3 separate regions of the Sus scrofa genome follow, and all the other regions are linked to region 3. A link is a contact called in public Hi-C data. All regions are on one chromosome and are shown on one strand. The core of a region is the stretch at or near the end of the contact, and the rest is flanking DNA. Distances in the headings are between cores, read along the strand shown. Region 1 has its middle 140 kb from the start of NUDT5. Region 2 has its middle 110 kb from the start of NUDT5. Region 3 overlaps CDC123 (cell division cycle 123).

Evidence for each region. Hi-C and Micro-C count contacts between places; a contact is called where the count stands out from the background.
Region 1: a Hi-C map of liver shows a contact between it and region 3, with 1.9 times the contacts expected there. The contact joins two enhancer-like sites. A contact is called at or near these places in 4 of 47 Hi-C or Micro-C datasets (embryonic fibroblasts and liver) and 2 of 2 datasets of contacts at active chromatin or transcription factors (alveolar macrophages and skeletal muscle).
Region 2: a Hi-C map of liver shows a contact between it and region 3, with 6 times the contacts expected there. The contact joins two enhancer-like sites. A contact is called at or near these places in 2 of 47 Hi-C or Micro-C datasets (liver and skeletal muscle).

Annotation. Positions count from the first base shown.
Region 1 is chr10:59,622,518-59,626,085 of Sscrofa11.1, reverse strand. It overlaps a transcript of CAMK1D not described here. Among named protein-coding and RNA genes, the nearest start is that of NUDT5, 140 kb to the left of the region's middle. Within about 2 kb of position 1,810, at least 12 of the 83 cell types and tissues checked have an H3K27ac peak or open chromatin away from gene starts, as enhancers often do. A contact at or near this core is called in liver, where this site is marked.
Region 2 is chr10:59,651,894-59,655,525 of Sscrofa11.1, reverse strand. No RefSeq gene overlaps it. Among named protein-coding and RNA genes, the nearest start is that of NUDT5, 110 kb to the left of the region's middle. Within about 2 kb of position 2,380, at least 3 of the 83 cell types and tissues checked have an H3K27ac peak or open chromatin away from gene starts, as enhancers often do. A contact at or near this core is called in liver, where this site is marked.
Region 3 is chr10:59,737,571-59,740,731 of Sscrofa11.1, reverse strand. The region is part of intron 6 of CDC123 (cell division cycle 123); the gene reads left to right. Among named protein-coding and RNA genes, the nearest start is that of NUDT5, 26 kb to the left of the region's middle. Within about 2 kb of position 1,316, at least 1 of the 83 cell types and tissues checked has an H3K27ac peak or open chromatin away from gene starts, as enhancers often do. A contact at or near this core is called in liver, where this site is marked.

The DNA of each region.
Region 1 (3,568 bases), core at 561-3,060, 120 kb after region 3:
CAGGGCAGCTTCGTCCTATTTGGAGGGACATTTTTATGGCCGTGCTGGTAGCAACGTGACACAGCTCAGGACAGTTTTATCCCACTTAAGGTCAGTAGCCCAAGAGCTTGTCTTTTTCATTAAATGAGCGCCTGCTGGGTGCTGCTGTGGGAAGGGTATAAATAGAAATTTCTGTAGGGCCAGCACTGCCTTTTCCCACTAGTATCAGACTTACACGCCTTGTTCTGAAATTGCTCATAAATACACCTGTCGAGGACACAGAGGATTGATTTATCTGAAAGCTCTGGTAGGAAACAGCCTCAGATGTTCTTTTTTTTTGGGGGGGGGGAGGTTGCTTGACTGGCTGATTGAATAGTATTTATTCTGGGACAACTCAAAGTGTGAGAGTCTGGGGGACGCCTTTAAAAGAATGTTACCGAGAGGGAAGCAGGTGGGAAGCCCCCAGAGCTCTCCCCGGGGGTATCCCGGCTGCAGAATTTGTCAGACTTTTGCACATCTCAGCCCCCCGCCCCTTTTGAGACATGATATAAATTCAGCCTCTTGTATGTTTAAAAATATCTATCGAACACCTGCTATATTCCAGGCACAGGGAGGGAGGGCTGGGGAGGGGGGCGGGTACAGCACTGAACAAACAGACACAAATGCCCGCTTTCCTGGAGCTCACATTCTGGTGAGGAAGCCAGAAAAGAAAAACTGTGAATCGGGGAAAATGTAGAGTAGGCTGGGGAGCACGTTAGGGAGAGAGATGGGGGGGGGATTTTTTTCTGGAGGGGGCGGCGATGGCAGCTCCAAGCAGTGCAGCCAGGGAGGGCCTTGCCAAGGAGCTGCTGCGGGCATCAAGATCTGGAGGCTCCTGCTGTGTCGCACTGGCAGCTATGTCTAGGCACTGATGCTGGAGCATGAGAATGTGAGAAAAAAGAATGTCTACATGTATGTGTAACTGGGTCACCTTGCTGTGCAGTAGAAAATTGACAGAACACTGTAAATCAGCTATCATGGAAAAAAAATCATTATATGTACCAAAAAAAAAAAAAAAAATCTGGAGGGGCTGACGGCGGAATGTTCCAGTCGGAGGGAACAGCCAGGGCCAAGGGCCTGAGGCGGGCACAGGCATGGTGTGTTTAAGGCTCAGCTGCTTCCAGGAGGCCGGTGTGGCTAAAAGCAAGGGATCAGGGTGCGGAGATTGGGTGCTGAGGGGAGACAGGTGGGCTGGGGGGGGGAGGTCAGAGTTCACGAGGGGCTTCGTGATGGTGGAGGCTCTGCTGTTGCTGTGAGAGGGATGGGGAACTGGGGGGTTCTGAGCAGACTCGGGCGTTTCCATTGTGGCTCTCGTGGCTGCATGGAGAACAGACACGTGGGTTCAGAGGCCATTGAAACCATCCGGGGGAGAGAAGGGGGGGCGTGGGACTGGGGGGCAGCTGTGGAGGTGGGGAGGGGTGGTCAGAGTCTGGACACAGGGAGGAGAGTCCGTAGGGACTGCTGGTGGATCAGGCATGGGGTGCGAGATGGTTCTCGAAGGATTTGGGGTTGGAGGGATTGGGTGGTGTGGGTCAGTGTTTCCAAGGATTTTTCTGAGCACCTGCTCTGTGGGCTCCGCAGGGCCCTCCGTGGTCTGGGAAACGCTTGCAAACAGTTCGGAGGCTAAGCTGGCATCCTTGGGGCCTGGGGGTTCTTCTCGTGAGAGATCTTGGATTTTAAGGCTTGCTTCTCTCTTTCCAAGACCTTGTGTCTGGAGTGGGCCCTGGCAGTGCCACCTCCCCTATCGCCATGGGAGGTCGTGAGAGGCTGGACATTGGAGCAGCTGGCAGCGAAGCACTTGCCTCGCTTTCTGTGAAAATGCCAGGTTTTGCCTCCAGAATTATCAACAGGAAGAGCACGCTGACATAGCCTGTAACTCTCTCACTGGATGTGGGAATTTAAAGCCCAAACGTTCCGTGAAAAATAATAAACATGGGAACTCTTGCTCCTTCTCTGACAGGATGTTTTGTGTTTGGAGAGGAAAAGCCGAAAGCTTTTCTGCGTTGCACAAAAGATAACAACCTCTCGTGGCCTTACGGATGCGTACCGCGGGACTGGGGACATGGTGCTTTTTTAGAGCTTGTTCCCAGAGGGCCTCACGAGGACTCTGTCTCCGGGAGAAATTTCTGGCTCAAACGTGGCCGCCGAGTGGACAGTAATTAGACGTGACAAGTAGATGCCTGGGTCCCCTTGGGAGCATTCGAGGGGTTAACTTGTTGAGTTTTTCTTTGGCTGGGTCTCCATAAATCCCTTTAATCTTTCCTTTCCTCGAACAAATCTCCTTAAATCCCCTTCAATCTCCCTCCTCCTCCTCTCCGTTCTGGGAGGGTTTAGGCAGTGGTCCAGCGGGCACCCACGCACGTGGACCCTGGGACCTCAAGCGGCCTCTGTTCCTCCCCAGACGTTGGAGGACACGTTTCTTCAATCGAAGAAGCAACAGCTCCTGGGTGCTCACCATGATGCCTGGGGCCCTAGTCAGCTGGTGCCAGTTTCTTTTTGACATGGGCCACCCCGGGCATTTGTGGCTAGAACCCAAGGCCACGTGGACTCCGGGAGAGACGCCAGCAGGACCTTCCTTAGTTCATGTCGGGTCCGTCCCTCTGTCCCTCGGGTGGCCTGAGGTGCAGGAGATGGCTTTTTCCCTGGGCTGATTCTCTGTTATATCTCACTTGACTGTTTAAGCATGCTGATTACACAGGGTGCAGGTTCTTTTGGTTCGAATCGGACCAAGGGTCACCCCCAGATGGATGCCACAGGCCAAGTTCATGCCAGGGCAGACCATCTCGTGCTCTGTCTCCAGCCATCAGCTGTGGGGCTTGTGCTGTTTTTCCCTGTATTTTAGCAGGATTCGGACACGGAGGGATTCTCTGTGTTACTTAACACCAGGTCTTGAGGCTAAGGCTCTGGGACAGCACGCTGGGGAGGCGAAGGCAGCTTCAGCATCGCCACTCAGCCGTGTCCATCGGGATGGGTTCCTCCCTCTTGCTGAGTTAAGACGGGGATGGAAGTTGCTGCCTCGTGGGACTCCGGCAAGGATTCAGTGACGTATCTGAGGTGCCTGGCACATTACTGGGGGTGGGGAGACTGTCGCTGTCATCGAGGTCTGGTTGCCTTCAGCAGCCGTGGTGGAAGATGTCTATCATCAGCGCCAGCGCTGCGAGGACGAACGTGACAGTAGCTGTTGGAACTTGATTTTTGGAAGCTCTTGTGGCACATGGGCAGAACGGCGCATATTTGACCTCCTCCCAAAGTTGATGGAAGGAACCGCTGCCAAGATCTCAGTTAACCGAGGAAGAACATTTGCTGTGTGTTCCCCGCAGCGCAGCCCTGAGCTGCTGAGAATGGAGGCTCTGAGGTTCCCCGGACGAGGGTGCAAAACCCTGGGTTTGCTGCTTCCTGGCTATAAGGTTTTGATTACATGATGTCGCCAGGCTCAGCCGCCCACCCTCTTCTGTACAACAGGCTGAGAGCAGCACCTGATCTAAGGTGCAGTGAGGGTTCCCTGAGGATGCGTGGAAACCACTCAGCACAGGGCGTGGCCATGCATCGA
Region 2 (3,632 bases), core at 1,131-3,630, 86 kb after region 3:
TGAGTTTGTTTTCGTTCTGTAGATATTGTACCATGTTTTATTTTTATTTTATTTTATTGCTTTTTAGGGCTGCACCTGCAGCATATGGAAGTTCCCAGGCTAGGGACTGAACCAGAGGTACAGCTGCTGGCCTACACCACAGCCACAGCAACGCAAAATCCAAGCCACATCTGCAGCCTACACCACAGCTCACGGCAATGCCGGATCCTTAACCCACTGAGCAAGGCCAGGGATTGAACCCAAATCCTCATGGATCCTAGTTAGGTTTATTAACTGCTGAGCCAAGACGGGAACTCTCGCCTGTGCTATATTTTAGATTCCACATATAAGTGGTATCTGTCTTTCTATATATGGTATAGTCTTTCTCTTTCTGAATTACTTCACTTAGCATGAGACTCTCTAGTTCCATCCATGTTGCTGCAGGTCCGCAGAAGGAAAGAAATCATAAAGATCAGAGAGGAAATCAATAAAATAGAGATTCAAAGAACAATAGAAACAAAATCAATAAAACCAAGATCAGGTTCCTTGAAAGGGTCAATGAAATTGACAAACCTCTGGCCAGACTCACCAAGAAGAGAGAGAAAACCCAAATAAACAAAATAAAAAATCAGAAAGGAGAAATCTCAATGGATACCGCAAAAATACAAAAAACCATAAGAGAACACAACAAACAATTATATGTCAACAAATCTGACAACCTTGAAGAAATGGAAAACTTTCTAGAGACCTACAGCCCACCAAAACTGAGCAAGAAGAAACAGATCATTTGAACAGATCCGTCACTGTAAAGGAAACTGAATATGTAATAAAAACACTCCCTACAGGAGTTCCTGTCGTGGTGCAGCAAAAACGAATCCGACTAGGAACCATGAGGTTTCAGGTTCAATCCCTAGCATTGCTCAGTGGGTTAAGAATCCGGTGTTGCCGTGAGCTGTGGTGTAGGTGGCAGACGTGGCTCAGATCTGGCGTTGCTGTGGCTGTGGTGTAGGCTGGCAGCTACAGCTCCGATGAGACACCTAGCCTGGGAACCTCTATATGCCACGGGTGCAGCCCTAAAAAGACAAAACAAACAAACAAACAAAAAGCATTCCCTACAAACAAAAGTCCAGGACCATATGACTTCACAGGCAAATTTTACCAAACATACAAAGAAGAACTTATACCCATCCTTCTTAAACTTTTCCAAAAGGTTGAGGAATCACTTTCTATACATATTCCAGGCAAATGTTTGGGCTCCCTTCTCCTTTAACCCCACAAAGGGGCAGAACATATAAAGCATATGGATTTTTTTCAAATTTTTTTTTATTGCATAAGAACTTCTTTTTACTACCTTTATTTTATTTATTTATTTATTTAGCTTTTTAGGGCCACTCCCACAGCATACAGAGTTTCGCAGGCTAGGGGTCAAATCAGAGCTACAGCTGCCAGCCTACACCACAGCCACAGCAATGCAGGATCCAAGCCACATCTGCAACCTACACCATAGCTCAGAGCAATGACGGACCCTTAACCCACTGAGCAAGGCCAGGGATCGAACTTGAAACCTCATGGTTGCTAATCAGGTTCATTTCTGCTGAGCCACCATGGGAACGCCTCCCTACCTTTTAAAAGAAATGACATCTTCCTTCACTTTAGCAACGGGAGTTTTAGAGAGGATGGGGCGAGCCGTAGAGGGCCAAGGCCAGCGATGTTTATGCTGGATCAGGCCTGGAAAGAAATAGGGTGGCAGGAGCTGACGGCAGGATCACGCAGGAGAGAGATCACAGCCTCTGAGGCCTACAGGGCTGATGGGCAACTCATGCAGACATTGGGCTGGGGGTGAAACGGGGACTGGGGCGGGGACCCAAGGTGGATATGCCTCGGAGGCTCAAGACCTTTAAGCTTCCTGACCCGTCACCTGCTCAAGCCCTTGGAGGGGACCTAGCAATTTTATAGTTGAAATTTTGATTTCTTTTTTTCCTGGTCCTGGTAGAGCGCCGGTGACCGAAGAGCCCCGCCTGAATAAGGAGCACTGTTCAGCTCCAGGTGTTGACAGCTGATTAGAAGTGTTGCTAAGGCTCCTGATTTTTCAAGAACAGCAAGGAATCCAGATTTTTTTTTGTACGAAATCACTTCCATTTTAGGATGTTGGCCACTGAAAAAAACAAAAACAAACAAACAAAAAAAACTAAACTCTCTCTGGCCAAAACAAGTCATACCCAGAGGCTTGATTGAGCCCATGCACCACCAGCCTGTGATTTCTGGTTATTCAAGTCCAAAAGAATTAGAGCATTGCCAAATGCCAGGAATGGCTTTGTGGCTGATCTACCTGCTGTCCTCGCCCTCTGCCCATTAAGAACAGGTCAGACCGGGTGTAAACTCTCGAGCTTTGCTCTTTTCCATGGCCGCAGCCAACAGCCAGACATTGCCTAAGTGTCTGCCACTGGTCACAGGGCAGGGAGCTGACCGTGGGTGTGGATGGATGAATGGGTATAAATTCATCCTTACTACTGGCAGAGCCAGCTGCAGCCCGTGGCCCACAGCAATGTGGCAGCAGAGTCACCTCGTGAACATCCGAAGATGCCAAGAGTGACTATTATTCTTTCAGGGTACTAATTGGTCTTGGAGGTGGGTAAGTACCCATTCCTTGTTCCTCTGTAGGGCGGCTGCCAGTGATTCAGGAGAGATTTATGTAACTGCTTAAGTGGAAAGCCAGTCACTTCTTTGTGTCCCCAGTCCTCTGGAGACTGCAGTCCAGCCTTCTGCAACTGCAGACTTTCCACAATGGGAAGCCATAGAGGCTCCCCCCCCGCCCCACCAATGAAGGACATTTTTCCTGGGTACCATCTCACGTGCAGCACACGGATGCTCTTCTAAAGCCTCCGGTGTAACAAGGGGACATCAGATGGGGCTGCGGGGCTGGCGCCGAAGGCAGAACCTGGAAGTCAGGGCTTTAGGACAGAGAGAGAGAGGCAAGGCTGATGGGAACAGGGACAGCCCTGCAGGTGTCCCTCTGCTGTCAGCTCCAATGGGTGACGATAAAGCTGCTTCCAGTGGTTGCAGTTTGATTGCTCATTAGCTTGCTGTGGGATCTGTTTGTCACCGAGTGGCTTTGGGGGCTGCAGCTTGGCGTTCAATTAATTTGCTGTGGTGATGAAGCTTGTCAAGCATGGGCCAGAGCCAGAGGGTCTGTGGTAGAAACTGCACGTCTGATTCTAACAGAAGCAAGAAACAGAAAGTGGGGGAAAGGCAGGATGTGGAGGGAAAATGCTAGAACCTTCGCTTCTGCTGGGGACCTCAGGGACCCTTCCTCTTGCTCACTGGCTTCTTGCAGAAACCATCTATTAGAATTGCCTGGCAACGCACCTCCCCACTACCTAGAGACTGTGACAAAACACACCTGTCCCTACTCACCCCTGCACACACACACACACACACACACACACACACACACACCTGCCCCCCCCCCCCCATATGGTTTGCTCTACTCTAAACTCTTTGTCCTGCAGCTGAGGCCTCAGCCTGGGGCAAGGACAGGGGGCGGGATGAGGGATTTACCTGCAGGGCACAGGTGAGAGGGGGCAGGACTGAGCCTGGACCACTTCATCCAGAAGCTTATCTCCTGACTTGTGGCCTAGTGCCCTTTCAACGAG
Region 3 (3,161 bases), core at 67-2,566:
TAGATTGTTTTAATTTTATTGTATTTATTTTATTTTTTTAATTGAAGTATCGTTGATTTACAATGTTGTGTTAGATCATTATAATTTTGGATAGCACATTTTATCTCTTCTTGAAGAATTCTGCAGAAACTCAAATGAACACCCCCAGTCACCCTTGACTCAGTATCATTTCTTATCTTTCCTTTTCCGCCACCGGTGATAACGAAAGAAATGGATTCTGTACCCGAAATCTTATTTTGGATCCTGACGAGCAACATTTTTCTTTTTTATTTCTGCCCATGACTTAATTTTTTTTTCTTATATACTTAGGTACGGTGAGGTATGATGCCGTACCTTCCAACTTTTCAGGAAGGCTTGTGAGTGGGGATTGTGCCCTAGTAAATATCTGAACAAGGTGGCACTTTATTTTTTTATTTTTTTATTTTGTTGTTGTTGTTGTTGTTGTTGCTATTTCTTGGGCCGCTCCTGCGGCATATGGAGGTTCCCAGGCTAGGGGTCGAATCGGAGCTGTAGCCACCGGCCTACGCCAGAGCCACAGCAACTCGGGATCCGAGCCGCATCTGCAACCTACACCACAGCTCACGGCAACGCCGGATCGTTAACCCACCGAGCAAGGGCAGGGATCGAACCCGCAACCTCATGGTTCCTAGTCGGATTCGTTAACCACTGCGCCACGACGGGAACTCCATGGTGGCACTTTAAAGCATTCATGACTTTGTATACTGCCCCGTCATAAACGTTTTAATGAAGACGTCTTCTCTTTACTTAGCAAAATGACCAAATTGTGATTTCCGTCCCTGGATTTAAGCAGCACCTAATCTGGAGTCCGTTCACAGCGTCAGGGTTCTCCGAGCATGCTGCTGCCACACGGACTGGCCCGAACTAGAGAACTCACACCTTTTGAGGAGGTGACGTGGTCAGTCGCTTCCTCCCAGGCCAGAAGAAATAGTCATCTCAACCTGAGTGTTTCCCGCTGGCGTGGTCTCTTGGATTCCACCTCCTCGTGGCTCTTTCTTGTTTACTGTATTTAAAAAAATTTTGTTGTTGTCGAAGTGTGGTCGATTTACGATGTTATGTCAGTTTCAGGTGTACAACGAAGTGATCAGTAGATTTCTTAATTGTAGCACAGCTCTCATCACGAACGTGTATCCTTTTTCATAGTTTTCCTTCTTTCCTTGCAGCAAAGCATGTACCACATCCAGAGTTTTCTCACTGTCCACCCAGCTCTGCTCTCGTGCATTCTTACACACCGAATGTACTGCATTTGTTCTCTTTTGATGTGTGACATAGTTGGAATATTTTGATAAAAACTGTGTGCCGATCACAAAGTTCACAGAAGAAACTTTGTTCCCTCTTCTGACATGTCTGGGGCATCATGCATGTGCCTGTTTAGAGTGAGAGCGTTTGGCCAGAAATGCAGCCTTGAGCTTAAGGTGAGGGAACGACTTGGGAAACAGCTTAGGTAGAAATAAAGACAAACAAGGTAACATTCCTGTCTATGGCAGCTAAGCACAGTTCTTACAGTTTGGAGCTAGGAGCTTTTTTCTTTTCAAAAATTTGGATCTGGAATGTTGCTCTCCAGAATTCCTGTTAACTGGCTGAATGCAGAAGGTATTCACAGTAAAATGGTATTGGAGTTCCCTTTGTGGCTCAGCAGGTTAAAACCCCAACTAGTGTCCATGAGGATGCAGGTTCGATCCCTGGCCTTGATCAGTGGGGTAAGGATCCAGCTTTGCTGTGAGCTGTGGTGTAGGTCGCAGATGGGGCTCGGATCTGCTGTGGCTGTGGCGTAGGCTGGCAGCTATAGCTCCGATTTGACCCCTAGCCTGCAGGTGCAGTCCTAAAAAGAGAAAAAAAAAAAAAAAAAAGGTAGTGGCATGGATTTCATAGTAGCTTTCATCAGAGAAGACCTTTGGTTATTTGTTTTCTGCTTTTTTTTTTTCCCCAGAGTAAATCTTTACCGTCATTGTATCTGGGAATTCTTTTATTTTGTAATTCATGTTGTAGCTTATACAACACTAACTATGTAATAACACTTGTATTTATTTTGAACCTTTAATGGCTAGCTAGAGGAATGGTAATTATCTGCCGAGAATTAGGAGTTCAACAGAGGAGTCCCTTTCTACCCAGAAAGGAGTGTGACTGTCAGTTGGTGACATTGATTTAATACTGCTTTCTCTTGATACTTTGTTGAAAATTTCAATCAAAGAAATCCTCCAAATTAGTATAAAATACTCACTAAACCAGGAGAAAATTTTAGAAATGGGATTAAAAAAAAAGAACCAACATGCTTATCAGTGTACATGAAAATGGCCAAGGACTAACTATAGCTAGACCAGGGTGGCAGAGATCTTCAAATTAAATTCAAAATGTTCTTGGTTATAATTATAAAAGAACTAGAAGAAACTGGTCATTCAGATCTGGCCTTATTTAAGTTTCCAGCTAAGAAAATTTGAAAAATCTTCTGTTATATATGTCTAGATGTGCTGGCTACAATGTAAACTATAATGTAAAAAATGGGTAGTCGATGGAGTTTTCTGGTGGCCTAGTAGTTATGGATTTGGCATTGTCACTGCTGTAGCATGGAAATTTCTACCTGCCCTGGGTGCATTCCCACCCGCAAAAAAAAAAAAGGGTAGTTTAATTCACAAGAAACAAAAAAAGCATTCCCAGATGCAAGAAATGTGAAGAGGATTGAAAACCAGAGGGTTGGGTGGTCATCAGAACTGGTGATGCCTTCATAGGCTGAGGAACCCAAACCTTAAGCCAAAATAAAGGGGTGATTTAGAAAAGAGACTTTTGCACCCTCAGTAGAGGATGAACAAACTAAAAGTTCACCCACTGGCACAGAAACAAGGAAGCAGGACTGAAACTGCTTGGGCTTTGCGTTTTTATTTATTTATTTTTCTTTATTTTTAATTTATTATTATTATTTTTAGGGCCACACCCATGGCATATGGAGGTTCCCAGGCTAGGGGTCGAATTGGAGCTGTAGCCACTAGCCTACGCCACAGCAACGCCAGATCCGAGCCACATCTGCGACCTACACCACGGCTCACGGCAACGCTGGAGCCACGACCCATTGAGCGAGGCCGGGGATCGAACCTACATCCTCATGGATCCTAGTCGGATTCGTTAACCGCTGAGCCACGATGGGAACT